Regions from separate parts of the Sus scrofa genome. Here regions 1, 2 and 3 are each linked to region 4. A link is a contact called in public Hi-C and targeted proximity ligation data. All regions are on one chromosome and are shown on one strand. The core of a region is the stretch at or near the end of the contact, and the rest is flanking DNA. Distances in the headings are between cores, read along the strand shown. Region 1 overlaps HK2 (hexokinase 2). Region 2 overlaps HK2 (hexokinase 2). Region 3 overlaps HK2 (hexokinase 2). Region 4 has its middle 43 kb from the start of SEMA4F.

Region 1 (3,200 bases), core at 557-3,056, 170 kb before region 4:
TGAACGGGAGATAGCAGACTTACATCCACTGGCGAGGGGTGACGCGGCCTTCTCCCCAAAGGACCCTGGGGCTTACTGAAAGTTTTTCGATGCAGGCTTTTTGGTAGGCACAAATTGGCGCCATCTCACCCAGTTATACCAAACCTCTGTTCCCAACTTACTGGACACTCTCCAAGCCCTCTCCGATGAAGATCCTCCTAATTAAGATCATCCCCCTCCAAATGACTTTGGATGGAGTTCCCATCGTGGCTCAGCGGAAACGAATCTGACAAGCATTCATGAGGACCCAGGTTCAATCCCTGGCCTGGCCTCCCTCAGTGGGTTAAGGATCCAGCATTCCTGTGAGCTGTGGTGTAGGTCGCAGATGCGGCCAGGGCCTGGCATTGCTGTGGCTGTGGTGTAGACCAGTGGCCACAGCTCTGATTCGACCCCTAGACTGGGAACCTCCACATGCCTCAGATGGGGCCCTGAAAAGACAAAAAAGAAAAAAAAATTTTTTAATTAAAAAAAGATGTGTTCCCGTCATGGTGCAACAAAAGTGAATCCGACTAGGAACCATGAGGATGCAGGTTCGATCCCTGGCCTTGCTCAGGGGGTTAAGGATCCAGCGTTGCTGTGAGCTGTGGTGTAGGTTGCAGATGCGGCTTGGATCTAGCATTGCTGTGGCTATGGCAAAGGCCGGCAGCTATAGCTCTGAGTAGGCCCCTAGCCTGGGAATCTCCATATGCCTTGAGTGCGGCCCTTAAAAAAAAATAACAATTTGAAAAAAAAGAACAACCCCCTCCAAAAACTGACAAAAGAAGAGGTAACAAGCTTCCACTAAAAGAAAACAAGGGTGTTCCGGTCATGGCGCAGTGAAAACAAATCCAACTAGGAACCATGAGTTTCGATCCCTGGCCTTGCTTAGTGGGTTAAGGATTTGGCATTGCCGTGAGCTGTGGTGTAGGTGGCAGGTGAGGCTCCAATCCTATGTGGCATAGGCTGGCAGCTGTAGCTCCGATTCAATCCCTAGCCTGGGAACCTCCCTATGCCAAGGGTGCGGCCCTAAGAAACGAAAAGGAAAAGAAAATACTTACAGTCGAGAGGAACTGGGAATGGGAACATTAGGTCTCACCACCCTCCACCAAATTGCCCAACAGTTAAGACTCGAGCTGTTGTTTGCTGACTCATTTTGCATCCTGGACTACATTTCTGCCCACTTTCAGTGAGGCTCTTATCAAATACATAAGGTCAGCAAGATAAAGGAGTTTCAATTTCTCCTGGGAACTCACCTGTCCCAGGGAAAAGGCTGAAGAGACGAAAATGGCCTCTAAGAGTTCCCATTGTGGCACAGCAGAAACGAATCTAAGTAGGAACCATGAGGTTGCGGGTTCAATCCCTGGCCTTGCTCCGTGGGTTAAGGATCTGGCATTGCCGTGCTCTGTGGTATAGGTCGCAGACGTGGCTCGGATCTGGCGTTGCTGTGGCTGTGGTGTAGGCCGGCAGCTACAGCTCCGATTCCACCCCTAGCCTGGGAACCTCCATATGCCGCTGGTACAGCCCTCAAAGGACAAAAAGACAAAATAAATAAATTAATTAAATAAAATGGCCTCTAAGTAACCATCTGAATGTGATAGTCACTGTCATCTCAGTTGAGGGGACACTAGTAATGTATGTGAGCAGGCCACATCCCCAGCGTTGTTCAAATCACACGTTCACAATGTCCACGCATTTGGTGAGGGGTGAGGGGCAAGGGCCAGCTGAATTTTCCAACAGTCTATTTTCGATCACTAGGTCCTTGCCACTAATTAAAATAGACCGCCACCTGTTCCTCCCATCAGGAGCTCGGAGCCGTGTGCCAACTACTGCATTGAGTGACCTGCGAACAGAGCAGGTCTGGGTTTGTTCTGGATTTTTAAGCAGAGGTGCCCTTTTATCAAAGGCAGCTGTGTTCAGAAGTGGCAGTGTCCTGCCTGGTCTCACCCCAGGGCTTCTTCAGGTGATTAAATGGGCTTCTTCAGAAGGACCTCCAGAAGATTCCCTTTAATTGAGTAGATTTTTTTTTTTTTTTAGGTCTTTTTTGCCATTTCGAGGGCCGCTCCCGCAGCATATGGAGGTTCCCAGGCTAGGGGTCGAATCAGAACTGTAGCTGCCAGCCTATGCCAGAGCTACAGCAAAGCAGGATCCAAGCCGCGTCTGTGACCTACACCACAGCTCATGGCAACACTGGATCCTTAACCCACTAAGCAAGGCCAGGGATCAAACCTGCAACCTCATGGTTCCTAGTCAGATTCGTTAACCACGGAGCCACAACGGGAACTCCTAATTGAGTAGATTTGATGCAGCATTCCTAGAGTTCTCGGGATCCTTGAAAGTGGCAAAGTCTGCCCTTACCCTAGGCTTAGCCTCACTGCCCACATCCTCACTTCCAATTTTATTTCTTTTCCTTACTCTTAATTGTCTTGTATATGGCATTCAGCATAAAAGATTCCAATCTGTTTAAAGTTGGGAGTGGGGCCCACCACTTTAAAAATATTTTTTAGGAGTTCCAGTGGTGGCTCAGCAGGTTAAGAACCCAACTAGTATCCATGAGGATGCAAGTTTGATCCCTGGCCTCGCTCAGTGGGTTAAAGATCTGGCATTGCCGTGAGCTGTGACGCAGGTCACAGACGCAGCTCAGATCCTGTGTTGCTGTCGCCATGGCTGTGGTGTAGGCCCGCAGCTACAGCTCCAATTCAACCCCTAGCCTGGGAACTTCCACATGCTGCAGGTGCAGCCCTAAAAAGCAAAAAAAAAAAAAAAAAAGTTTTTTAAATCACTGTCGAGTGTCAAATGCTGAATCTATTCTAGGACCTACCAATGATACACTTGCGATTAGTTATTCCAACACTAAGCTTTGAACACAGTCACTAAAATCCACTTAGCCACCCAGTGTGGTTTGCAACCTCGTCCCTGCTTGGATGGGGGATGGGAGAGGTAGGTACACTGTAGCAGGTACCATGACCAGAGTGTTACAGAAGGAGTCATTATTTCTGCTCTGAAAAAGGAGGCTTCTTGAGATGCAACACAGGGCAAGCAGGGCTTAGTGGCTGGAGTTGCCAGACAGAGAAAAGGGGACACATATAGAGGTGTGGCAGTTCATGGCATGCTCAGGGAACAGCATGTCAACAGGGTCTGCAACACAGGGCTCTCATGGCACGGCTACAAGCACACAGCCAATG
Region 2 (3,385 bases), core at 720-3,219, 150 kb before region 4:
CCAAGCATTTCTTACCTGCTGGACACCATCCTATGAGTTTCCTGACTTGATTTCCATTGTTCTTTTGTAAAACTTCGCTACCCCAGTTTTACAGGTCCCTGGGCGGTGAGGGGCAGAGCTAGGATTCAAACTGAGGGGTGGCTGGCTCTCAAGCCAAGCCCTTAGGATCACCGCCCTCACCGGTCCCTTGGACCCTCTTAGTGTGGGGGGTACTCTCTGCCCTGCAATTTCTCCAATGACCTGAGGGCTCTGATTTCTTCTCCATCAGATGAGATTAAGAGAAAGGATATGGGACAGCTCTGCAAAATGCAACTAGAGCACCTTGGCCCAAACGTCCTCTCTTTGGAGCTTGGTGACGGACCCACCCTGAGTTTATTAGGGCCACTCAGGAAGAGATGATTAATCACCTAATGTTATAGCTTCCTAAACACACCACTGAGGCCCACCCCACCTTGGCCAGCACTGCTGTGTTAGCTGAAGGGTAGCCAAGGGAAGCAGAAGTCAGAAATAGGAAGCAGCCTCTGTACAAAGACCTTTTCCCTGCACTGGGAAGGGAGCAAAGGGACTTGGTAGAGTCCTGCCACAGTGCAGCCAGAGCGAGGAAGGAGCACAAGGCCCAAAGTCTTGGGAGAACATCATTTAGGAGATACCAAATGTACACAGGCCTTTGGCATAATGAGAGTTCGAAATCCCATTGAACACAGGCAGCATCTGAGTTTGTCTAGTTTGGCCTTCTCACTCCAATGGCCATCGGGCCTAGGTTTTTGTTTTGTTGGGGTTTTGTTTGTTTGTTTGTTTTTTGGTCTTCTTCATCTTTTCTAGGGCCACACTCATGGCACATGGAGGTTCCAAGGCTAGGAGTCTAATTGGAGCTGTAGCCACTGGCCTACGCCACAGCCACAGCAATGCCAGATCCAAGCCACATCTGCGACCTACACCACAGCTCACGGCAACGCCAGATCCTTAACCCACAGAGCGAGGCCAGGGATGGAACCTGCATCCTCATGGATGCTAGTCAGATTCATTAACCATAGCACCATGACAGGAACTCCAGGCGTAGGTTTTTGAATGCTTCCAAGCATGATAGGTTCCTTACTTCTCTAAGTTGGTTAGCTTCTACTGTTGGTCAGCTCTGGTTGTTAGAAAGCTCTTCCTCAATTTCAGATAAACCTGCTTTCTGATCACTTCTGTCTAGCCTCCGTTCTGCCACTTGGAATAAGAGTTCTTGAACTTGGCTGCACATTAGAATGACACATGGAGAATTCCTGAAACCGTGGAGTCTGTCTGGGTGCTCCAGCCATCTTCCTCACTCCTTGGGCCGGTCTCTGGCATCCAATAATGTGATAACGATGGGCTGTGCTCTGGGCAACTGTTTAAGGTCATTTTTACCACTTTCTCCCTGGAGCCTTTGCAAGCCATGACTTAAGACATTAGTCTAAGTGTGAAATAATCCTGTGTGGATCCTGGATGCTGGGAGTTGGGAAGTCAAACCCTGGGCTTGTTGGAAACAGATTTCAGTGGTTGGATTATCAAAGCAGAATCATTCAGGCCAAGCCTGCTTTCCTAGCTGGTAGTGGTAAAGTGTGTGCTGTGACATTAGAAAAACCAGTGCTCAGGAGTTCCCGTCATGGAGCAGTGGAAAAGCATCCAACTAGGAACCATGCGGTTGCGGGTTCGATCCCTGGCCTTGATCAGTGGGTTAAGGATCTGGCATTGCCGTGAGCTGTGGTGTAGGTTGCAGGCAGGGCTTGGATCCTGCGTTGCTGTGGCTGTGGTGTAGGCCAGCAGCTGTAGCTCAGATTAGACCCCTATCCTGGGAACCTCCATATGCCACGGGTGCGGCCTAAGAAAAAAGACAAAAAAAAAAAAAGAAAAGAAAAAACAGATCCTGGCTCTAGCCCCTTGACAGGTCTGTAACACTGGATGAGTCACTCCTGTCTGAGGCCCAGCTTCCTCCCTATAAAATTGGGAGGGCAGGGCTTACAACAGAGTCATCAGCATAAATGAGGCAATGAATGTAAAGCCGTCTGTCTGTCTCTTTCTACCCCTTTTCCTGTTTTTTCTCACAGATTCCTCTCTGCCAAGTGGCACCCTCAGGGGATCAAGGACCCTTCTCAACCCTACATAGTCACGTTCAGGGTTCACAAAACCAGAACCGTGTCCCCCCAACGTGCCTTTTCTTCCTGTGGTGGGCTGTGTCCCAGTACCCTGGACTACTTTCTCTTTAAATCTCTATCCAAAATAAAGAAGGGGGAGTTCCCGTCGTGGCGCAGTGGTTAACGAATCCGACTAGGAACCATGAGGTTGCGGGTTCAGTCCCTGCCCTTGCTCAGTGGCTTAACGATCCGGCGTTGCCGTGAGCTGTGGTGTAGGTTGCAGACGCGGATCGGATCCCGCGTTGCTGTGGCTCTGGCGTAGGCTGGCAGCTACAGCTCCGATTGGACCCCTAGCCTGGGAACCTCCATATGCCGCGGGAGCGGCCCAAGAAATAGCAAAAAAAAAAAAAAAAACAAAAAAAACAAAAAACAAAATAAAGAAGGAAAGGAGGGCACATTCCAGGCTGGGGACACAGAGGTAGGCCAGAAGCAGAGCCTGGCTCAGGTGAGAGAAGTCCACCTGCGTACCCAGAGGCCAGGGTGTGCAGGAAAGAGAGAAGGACAGTCGTTTTAGACACATCTATTTAGCCATCTTGCAAGGACTAGAATTCCTCATTGGGCCATTTTGGTCAATGTCTTCCTTCCCCTGGCACGCCAGTCCTCGCTTGCCTCGTCTACAGAATTGTGGCAGAGGTAGGAGAAGTTCTACAGAGAAATCGAAAACAGGCAGGACGCCGGGGGGCCTTCCCAGGTACAAAAGCCTTTCTGTGTCTCCCGTCCATGTTTGCAAGAAGAAAAGGCTTCAGCCCCTTAGTCCTTCCAGAGTTCTAAAGAGCTGATTCGAGCAGAGCAGGTACTACTTAGGGAAGGGAGGGGATGAAGAAACAAAGGGAAGGCAGTCAAGAAACAATAGTGCAGCGGAGTTCCCAGTGGAACTCCGACTAGGAGTTAACGAATCCGACTAGGAACCATGAGGTTGCGGGTTCGATCCCTGGCCTTGTTCAGCGGGTTAGGGATCCGGCGTTGCCATGAGCTGTGGTGTAGGTCGCAGACGCGGCTCGGATCCCATGTTGCTGTGGCTCTGGTGTAGGCCAGCTGCTACAGCTCCAATTAGACCCCTAGCCTGGGTACCTCCATGTGCCGCGGGTACAGCCCTAGAAATGGCAAAAAGACAAAAGAAAAAAAAAAAAAAGCAAACAAACAATAATGTAGCGATAAAGTAGGGTCCTGGCTTCCTCTCAAGGAAATGTATGTAACAATATCTTTGAGTTCTTCTGCAAGAACTCAGG
Region 3 (3,584 bases), core at 1,025-3,524, 190 kb before region 4:
AGTTCCTGTTGTGGTGCAGCAGAAATGAACCCAACTAGGAACCATGAGGTCTCAGGTTCGATCCCTGGCCTCGTTCAGTGGGTTAAGGATCTGATGTTGCCGTGAACTGTGGTGTAGGTCACAGACATGGCTCAGATCTTGCATTGCTGTGGCTGTGGTGTAGGCTGACAGCTGTAGCTCTGATTTGACCCCTAGCTTGGGAACCTCCATGTGCCACAGGTGCAGCCCTAAAAAGTTACAAAAAACAAACAAATAAAAAAACCCCAAAACAGGTAACCAGGCCCAACTCTTTGGATATTGCTAACTGAAAAAGAAAAATCAGGCCGTCCTCACTCCCACCCCTGCTGCTCTGTGAAAATTCAGGCCTCAGCTCCTAACTTTCAGAACTTAAATGGGTCAGTCTCAGAGCCATCCAAGGACCTATTTTTCTGTTATGAGGCAGGGGTCAGGACAGAGCCCTTTTTGAAAATTGCCAAAAGGGAATCAAACATCAGTGCTTCAGGAGAATGGAGAGGGAATCGATGCAAACAAGTCATTAAGGAGCCCACGGGGAGCCTCCAGCAATAAGCTGAGGCCCATGTGCCCGGCAGGAACGCAAGTGCAAAAGTGCAAATCCCTGCATGGGGGCCAGTGGTCCCCAACACGGCAGGTCACTTGGGTAGGCAGCACATTCCCAGCAGCCAAGAGTGGAGACTCCCTGGCAAGTGAAGTCCAGCCACAGGCTGCCATGGCCATGCTGGGTGAGATCCTTTTGCCATCCACATTTGAAGGGTCAAGGGCCTGTGCCTCGTCTTCATTCCCCAGCTGCCTGACCACCCTTCCAGGGATCCAGGGAACAGAGAGAGACCCGAAGCTTACCCTTCAATATCCGAAACATCTTTGGTCTCAAAGTGGCCCGTGGCAAGGAGTTCAGGACTGAGCTTCCCCCCGAAAAGCAGCTCCTCCTTGGCCATCTTCACCAGGATCAACCTCACCAGCTCCCCCATGTACAAGCCACTGATCATCTTCTCAAATCTGGAGGGAGAGACACACCAACAAAATAAAGTCCCTGCTGCCGCTGACCTCACACCTTCCTTGTGGGAGCAACACGCATACACGTGAGGCTGATGCAGGACAAAGCACTAACTTGCATGGTGCCTACTAGGAGCGAGATGCCTATAGAAGTGAGAGCTGGGCAGGGGTGGGGCTGGAGGAGCCAGGAACCCAGGCTGGCTCTGCAGGTGGGTGAACATGGAGAAGGATGGGTTTTTTGGATTTTTTTTTTTAAATTTTTTAGGGCCACACTTGCAGCACATGGAAGTTCCCAGGCTGGGGGTCAAATTAGAGCTGCAGCTGCTGGCCTATGTCACAGCAACACCAGATCCCAGCCACATCTGTGACCTACACCAGAGCTCATGGCAATGCCAGATCCTTCACCCACTGATAAAGGACAGGGGTCAAATCCATATCCTCATGGGAACTAGTCAGGTTCTTAACCTGCTGAGCCAGAGCGGGAATTCCAAGAAGGATGGATTTTTAGCAGCCAAACCAAATATCCAGGGAGTGTGGGGCATCCTGGAACAGCCTAAATTTGAGGTAAACTGAGTAATGTATAAGGTAGTGATTTTTAATAAATTTTTAATGAATTTTTTTTCCTCTAGCAAGAAAATGCTCCTTAAAATAAAATCTTATATAGAACCTCAATATTTATGTACTAACGGGGGGGGGGGGGTGCATACAGGTAATCAGTCTGATTAAATTTGAGGCATAGGCCCAGCAACTCATCACCTCACACACCTCGTGGGCCATTTGTGGATTTTTTTTTTTTTTTTTTTTTTGTCTTTTTGCCATTTTTTGGGCTGCTCCTGCGGCATATGGAGGTTCCCAGGCAAGGGGTCGAATCGGAGCTGTAGCCACAGCAACTTGGGATCCTAGCTGCGTCTGCAACCCACATCACAGCTCATGGCAATGCCGGATCCTTAGCCCACTGAGCAAGGCCAGGGATTGAACCCGCAACCTCACGGTTCCTAGTTGGATTCGTTAACCACTGTGACACGACGGGAACTCCGGTTTGTGGATTCTTGAGAAAACTGTAAAAACGACCCTGGGCAGGAAGATGGGGGCGCGAGGAGAATTGAAGGGCAGGCTGAGACCAATAAGAAGCAGCTCTAGGCATCAGGTGGTCTTGGGAATCTGGGAGGGAGAAGTCAGAAGCTTCTGAGCAGGCAGGAGACTACATCGCCGAGGGCAGGCAGGTAATTTATTTTTTCAACACTAGGTGACACTGTTTTCTTTAGAAGACAGTCTTTCTCCCTCAGATTATGTGATGGGAGAAACCGAGCCCTTACAATTCCTTCCAGCCCAAAAGGCCCTTGTCTGGGTATCCGGGAAAAGATCTGGGTCCTAGAGAGAGGAGCAGGGGTGTGGAAGGGATTCTGATGCCACTCAGTGCAAACTATAAGAGAGGAAGCTGGAAGTGACCTGCTCAAGACTCAAGGCCAGGTATGGCTGAACGGGAGCTAATAAGAGGTATGGTGGAACTGGAGCTCAGTGGAGAGCTGGCAAAACTGCTTGAGCAGAGGTATGTTTAAAATGTTTAAGCACCATCACAGGCCCACGGCCTAAGAGGCAGCCCAGCTCCAACAGCAAGGAATTCCCATGTCTGCTGGCTTCTGTACCTTCTCCAAAATAGCTGGTTCTGTGTGAGAAAGGGGAAGGGGCCAGCAGGGCTCTGGAGTGTAGGTGGTAAAAGTTGTTTTTTTTGTTTTTTTGGTCTTTTTGCCATTTCTAGGGCCGCTCCTGTGGCATATGGAGGTTCCCAGGCTAGGGGTCCAATTGGAGCTGCAGCCGCTGGCCTACGCCATAGCCACAGCAATGCGGGATCCAAGCCGCGTCTGTGACCTACACCACAGCTCAGGGCAACACCGGATCCTTAATTCACTGAGCAAGGGCAGGGATCGAACCTGCAACCTCATGGTTCCTAGTCGGATTTGTTAACCACGGCACCATGACGGGAACTCTGGTAAAAGTTTTTATTTCAGTTTTTCAATACACTTTGTTTCACTGTTCAGAAATATTTATGTAGAAACACATAAAGAGTGAAAAAAGGTTCCCACTCAAGCCCAATAATAACTGCAGGGAGAGCGGACACATCGGGATATATGTCCTTCCAACAAATTTTTTTTTAAGTAGTTTTGGGGTCTATAAATTTCTCACCAAGCCATGGCAGACACAGCACGTATTCTATGAACGTGACAATTAAAGGACTCACATTTCAATGTGTGAGAGAAGCTTGTGACTTTAACTATGCTTTGAGGAAGCGAGGACTTCCCCTGTAAAGAAAAAGGCTCTTTTTATGGAGCTGGTTTATAGGCTGGATTTTCCTCTCCAAGCGAGGATCAGCACCAGAAGACTTCCTATAATGGTCACAGCACCAGCGAGGCCAGAGAGAGCCTGATTGCTCAAAATGTTTTGTAACTGCCTTCAGAGCTTGCAGCAACCTCTGTCTCAAGATCTTGAATGAGGACATTAGGCAAATGTCTGCGAGTGAAATAATGTTTTGTAAGAGTCCAAAGTAACCAAATACCAAGTCTGACCAAGCTGGA
Region 4 (3,415 bases), core at 672-3,171:
AGCTGCTTCCCAGTCACTAATGGGAGGGCTGAGAGGGTGAAAGGAAAACTTGCTTCACTATTTCCCAGCTGAATGCCACTTCCTTCATGAGACTTTTCCAGATGGCTCCTGCCAACAAATCCTTGGGCTTCATCCCTGCCCTGCTCTCCAGCTACTCTGACCTTGGAGAACTTTTTGCTTGTCTCCATTAGTCATTTACAGAATGCCTTATTTATTTCACCATCGATTGACCTGTGAATGCCATCTTATCTCCTTAACTAGATTGTACATTTCTGGAAGGCTTGAACTAAATTTTAAGATATTTTGATATCTTCCCCAGCTCAAAACATGATGTCACATGCCTTTCCTGATCGCCCTATTTAAAACTCCAAAACTTTCACCCCCCCTTTCATCCTGTAATATAATGTTTATTTAATATCTGACCCCGGGAGTTCCTGTCGTGGCTCAGAGGTTGACGAACCCGACTAGTATCCATGAGGGTGTGGGTTCGATCCCTGGCCTCGCTCAGTGGGTTAAGGATCCAGCCTTGCCATGAGCTGTGATGTAGGTCACAGACGCCGCTCGGATCTGGCATTGCTGTGGCTGTGACGTAGGCCAGCAACTGCAGCTCCAATTGGACCCTAGCCTAGGAAACTCCACATGCCAATGCCAGAGGTGCAGCCCTAAAAAGATATAGGTAGATAGATAGATAGATAGATAGATAGATAGATAGATAGATAAAAATCTGACCCCTGTTAGAAGGTTAGCTCCACAAAGACAGGGATTTCTGTTTGCTTTGTTCAATGATTATTTTTCCCTTAGCGTTTACAACAGTGCCTGACACATAGTGAGCATTCAATAAATGCATGTTGAATTAATAGATGAAAAAAGGGATGAATAATGCAAAAAATGAAGTGAAGCACCAATACTTATGGGCAGATGGTCTTTTTCCGTTTCAGTTCTTGAATGAATATTTTATGTGTTGCTCTTTATGAATTTCAAGAGAATTTCTTTAGACTCTCCAATAAATTTCATTTCTTTCTAACTCAGGTAACCTTAAGATAAAGGATAACCACCAGGGGAGTTCCCATTGTGGCTCAGCAGCTTAAGAACCTGATGCTGTCTCTGCGAGGATGAGGACTGGATCCCTGTCCACACTCAATGGATTAAGGATCCAGCATTGCCTCAAGCTGCAGCATAGATTGCAGATGCAGCTTGGATCTCATGTTGCGTGGTTGTGGTGTAGGCTGGCAGCTGCAGTTCCAATTCAGCTCCTAGCCTGGGACTTCCATATGCCATAGGTATGTCGGTAAAAAGGGGAAAAAAAGAAAAAAGGAGTTTCTTCTCTCTTGAACCTGAAGCCTAGAGCCCACTCTCTGCTCCCTCTGCATGACCTGCATCTGCTCAGCAGGAGACAGCCCCCGCTCAAAATGCCCCAACTCAGAGTCCCTTCATGGCACAACAGAAATGAATCCAACTAGGAACCATAAGGATGCGGGTTCGATTCCTGGGCTCGCTCAGTGGGTTAAGGATCTGGCATTGCCTTGACCTGTGGTGTAGTTTGCAGACTCAGCTCGGATCCCCCGTCACTGTGGCTGTGGTGCAGGCCAGCAGCTGTAGCTCTGATTTGACCCCTAGCCTGGGAATCTCCATATGCTCCGGGTGCGGCCCTTAAAAAAAATAATGCCCCAACTAAAACTGAACTCAGGCTTCCATCTGAGTCCCAGCCTGGCAGGAGCAGGCAGTAAGAAGGTGATCTCTCACCCACGTGTGCGTCAGTTTCTTCATCTGTTGAGTGGAAATCATACTAACTCCTCACATCCCACAAGTTCACTTTGAGGATAAAATTAGAATTGCCCACCTGATTGCCCAACATCCGAGGCTATTCTGGGCAGAAGCCTCTCAAAGGAAGTGCAGAGAAGAGCTAATCTGGGGCAGGAGACGCTGACACTCAAGACTACATGTTACAAACTGACTGTGCCAAGGTTCCGTGTCTGAGCTGGTTCCCCATGTGGCCCGTCCTGCCTCGGGACTCGTGCCCTGCAATCAATGTCAACCAGCACTTAACTTACTCCAAAGATGAAACAAAATTAGTTCAACCAGAATATAACCTGAGAAGACAGATCTCTAGCAAGGACTGACTCTGGCTGTGGGGTAATAGACACACTTCTGCTTTGCTCCAGGCCCCGTGGAAGGCAATTTGGCCATATCTATCAAAATAGATATAGTATACAGGCAGTGATCCTTTGACCTCATAAACCCAATTCCGGGAATTTATCTGATGGATTTCTACAAGATGACACATGTACAAGAATATTTATGGGAGCACAGGTTGTGAAAGTAAACGATTAGGCATCACCCAAGGGAAAACAAATAGGGACCAGGTAAATAGGCTATGATACCTCTTTACAGCGCAGTCATCTTAAACAAGGAAGGTGTCTATGCATCGATGTGGTACACGTCTCCTTGATACATTGTGTTAGAAAGAGTGGGAATTAAGAATGCATTTGGATATTTTTATTTGTTTGGTTTGTTTTTGTTTTTTGTTTTTTGTCTTTTTGGCTTTTCTAGGGCTGCTCCTGCGGCATATGGAGGTTCCCAGGCTAGGGGTCTACTCAGAGCTGTAGCCACCAGCCTACGCCACTGCCTCAGCAACGTGGGATCTGAGCCGCATCTGCAACCTACACCACAGCTCACAGCAACGCTAGATCTTTAACCCACTGAGCAAGGCCAGGGATCAAACCTGCAACCTCATGGTTCCTAGTCGGATTCATTAACCACTGAGCCATGATGGGAAATTTTTAGATTTGCTCGTATTTTCACGAAGAGACACTAGAAGGATATAGGAGAAATTAATAAAAAGGTGGGAGGGAGGCTTTTCAATGTACATCTTTTTATACTGTTTGTATTTCTAAATCATGCGGATATTTTACCTTTGCAAAACAGAAATTAATAAAGGAAAAGAAAACACCCCCTAGAATGCATTCCAAAAGGACAAAGAGTACTAGACTGAGTAGCAGAAAGTCCGATTTGATTCTGGCTGGGCCTCGGCCGGCCTGAATTTCCTTGGCTGAAAGACGAGAGGGCACGGCCCTGTCTGCTCTCAGTCCTCCCAGCCCCCCTCTTCTATAAATACGATCCTTTCCCGGATGGTGCCCTATTTTACATGATTGCTACATTCTCAGCCCTTTCGCTGTACAGACAATTGCAAGTTAACTGGGCAGGATTACAATCCAGAGAATTCCCAAACTGACAATCCATATTTGGCTACTTTGCATTCTTGGATTACATTTGTCAGTGGTCCATGCCCCTCTGCTTCTCTACTTTATTCAGGGGGTTTTAAATTTGCACTCCACCTTGAATTAATCCTTCTAGAAAGCAATTTGGTTGCATGAAAGATAAATCATAAAAGTTTAATACAGCCTCCTCTTTCTTG

What was found. Hi-C and Micro-C count contacts between places; a contact is called where the count stands out from the background.
Region 1: a contact with region 4 is called in a Hi-C map of skeletal muscle, with 6 times the contacts expected there. A contact is called at or near these places in 2 of 47 Hi-C or Micro-C datasets (psoas muscle and skeletal muscle) and 2 of 2 datasets of targeted methods (alveolar macrophages and skeletal muscle).
Region 2: a targeted proximity ligation map of alveolar macrophages shows a contact between it and region 4. A contact is called at or near these places in 4 of 47 Hi-C or Micro-C datasets (embryonic fibroblasts, psoas muscle and skeletal muscle) and 1 of 2 datasets of targeted methods (alveolar macrophages).
Region 3: a contact with region 4 is called in a targeted proximity ligation map of alveolar macrophages. A contact is called at or near these places in 1 of 5 promoter capture datasets (liver), 21 of 47 Hi-C or Micro-C datasets (adipose tissue, alveolar macrophages, blood and 12 more) and 2 of 2 datasets of targeted methods (alveolar macrophages and skeletal muscle).

What each region holds. Positions count from the first base shown.
Region 1 is chr3:68,193,750-68,196,949 of Sscrofa11.1, forward strand. All of the region lies in intron 2 of HK2 (hexokinase 2), which reads right to left. Among named protein-coding and RNA genes, the nearest start is that of HK2, 36 kb to the right of the region's middle.
Region 2 is chr3:68,211,087-68,214,471 of Sscrofa11.1, forward strand. All of the region lies in intron 1 of HK2 (hexokinase 2), which reads right to left. Among named protein-coding and RNA genes, the nearest start is that of HK2, 18 kb to the right of the region's middle.
Region 3 is chr3:68,172,532-68,176,115 of Sscrofa11.1, forward strand. It overlaps HK2 (hexokinase 2), which reads right to left. Exons shown (of 18, transcript NM_001122987.1): 8 at 859-1,014. Among named protein-coding and RNA genes, the nearest start is that of HK2, 57 kb to the right of the region's middle.
Region 4 is chr3:68,359,915-68,363,329 of Sscrofa11.1, forward strand. No RefSeq gene overlaps it. Among named protein-coding and RNA genes, the nearest start is that of SEMA4F, 43 kb to the right of the region's middle.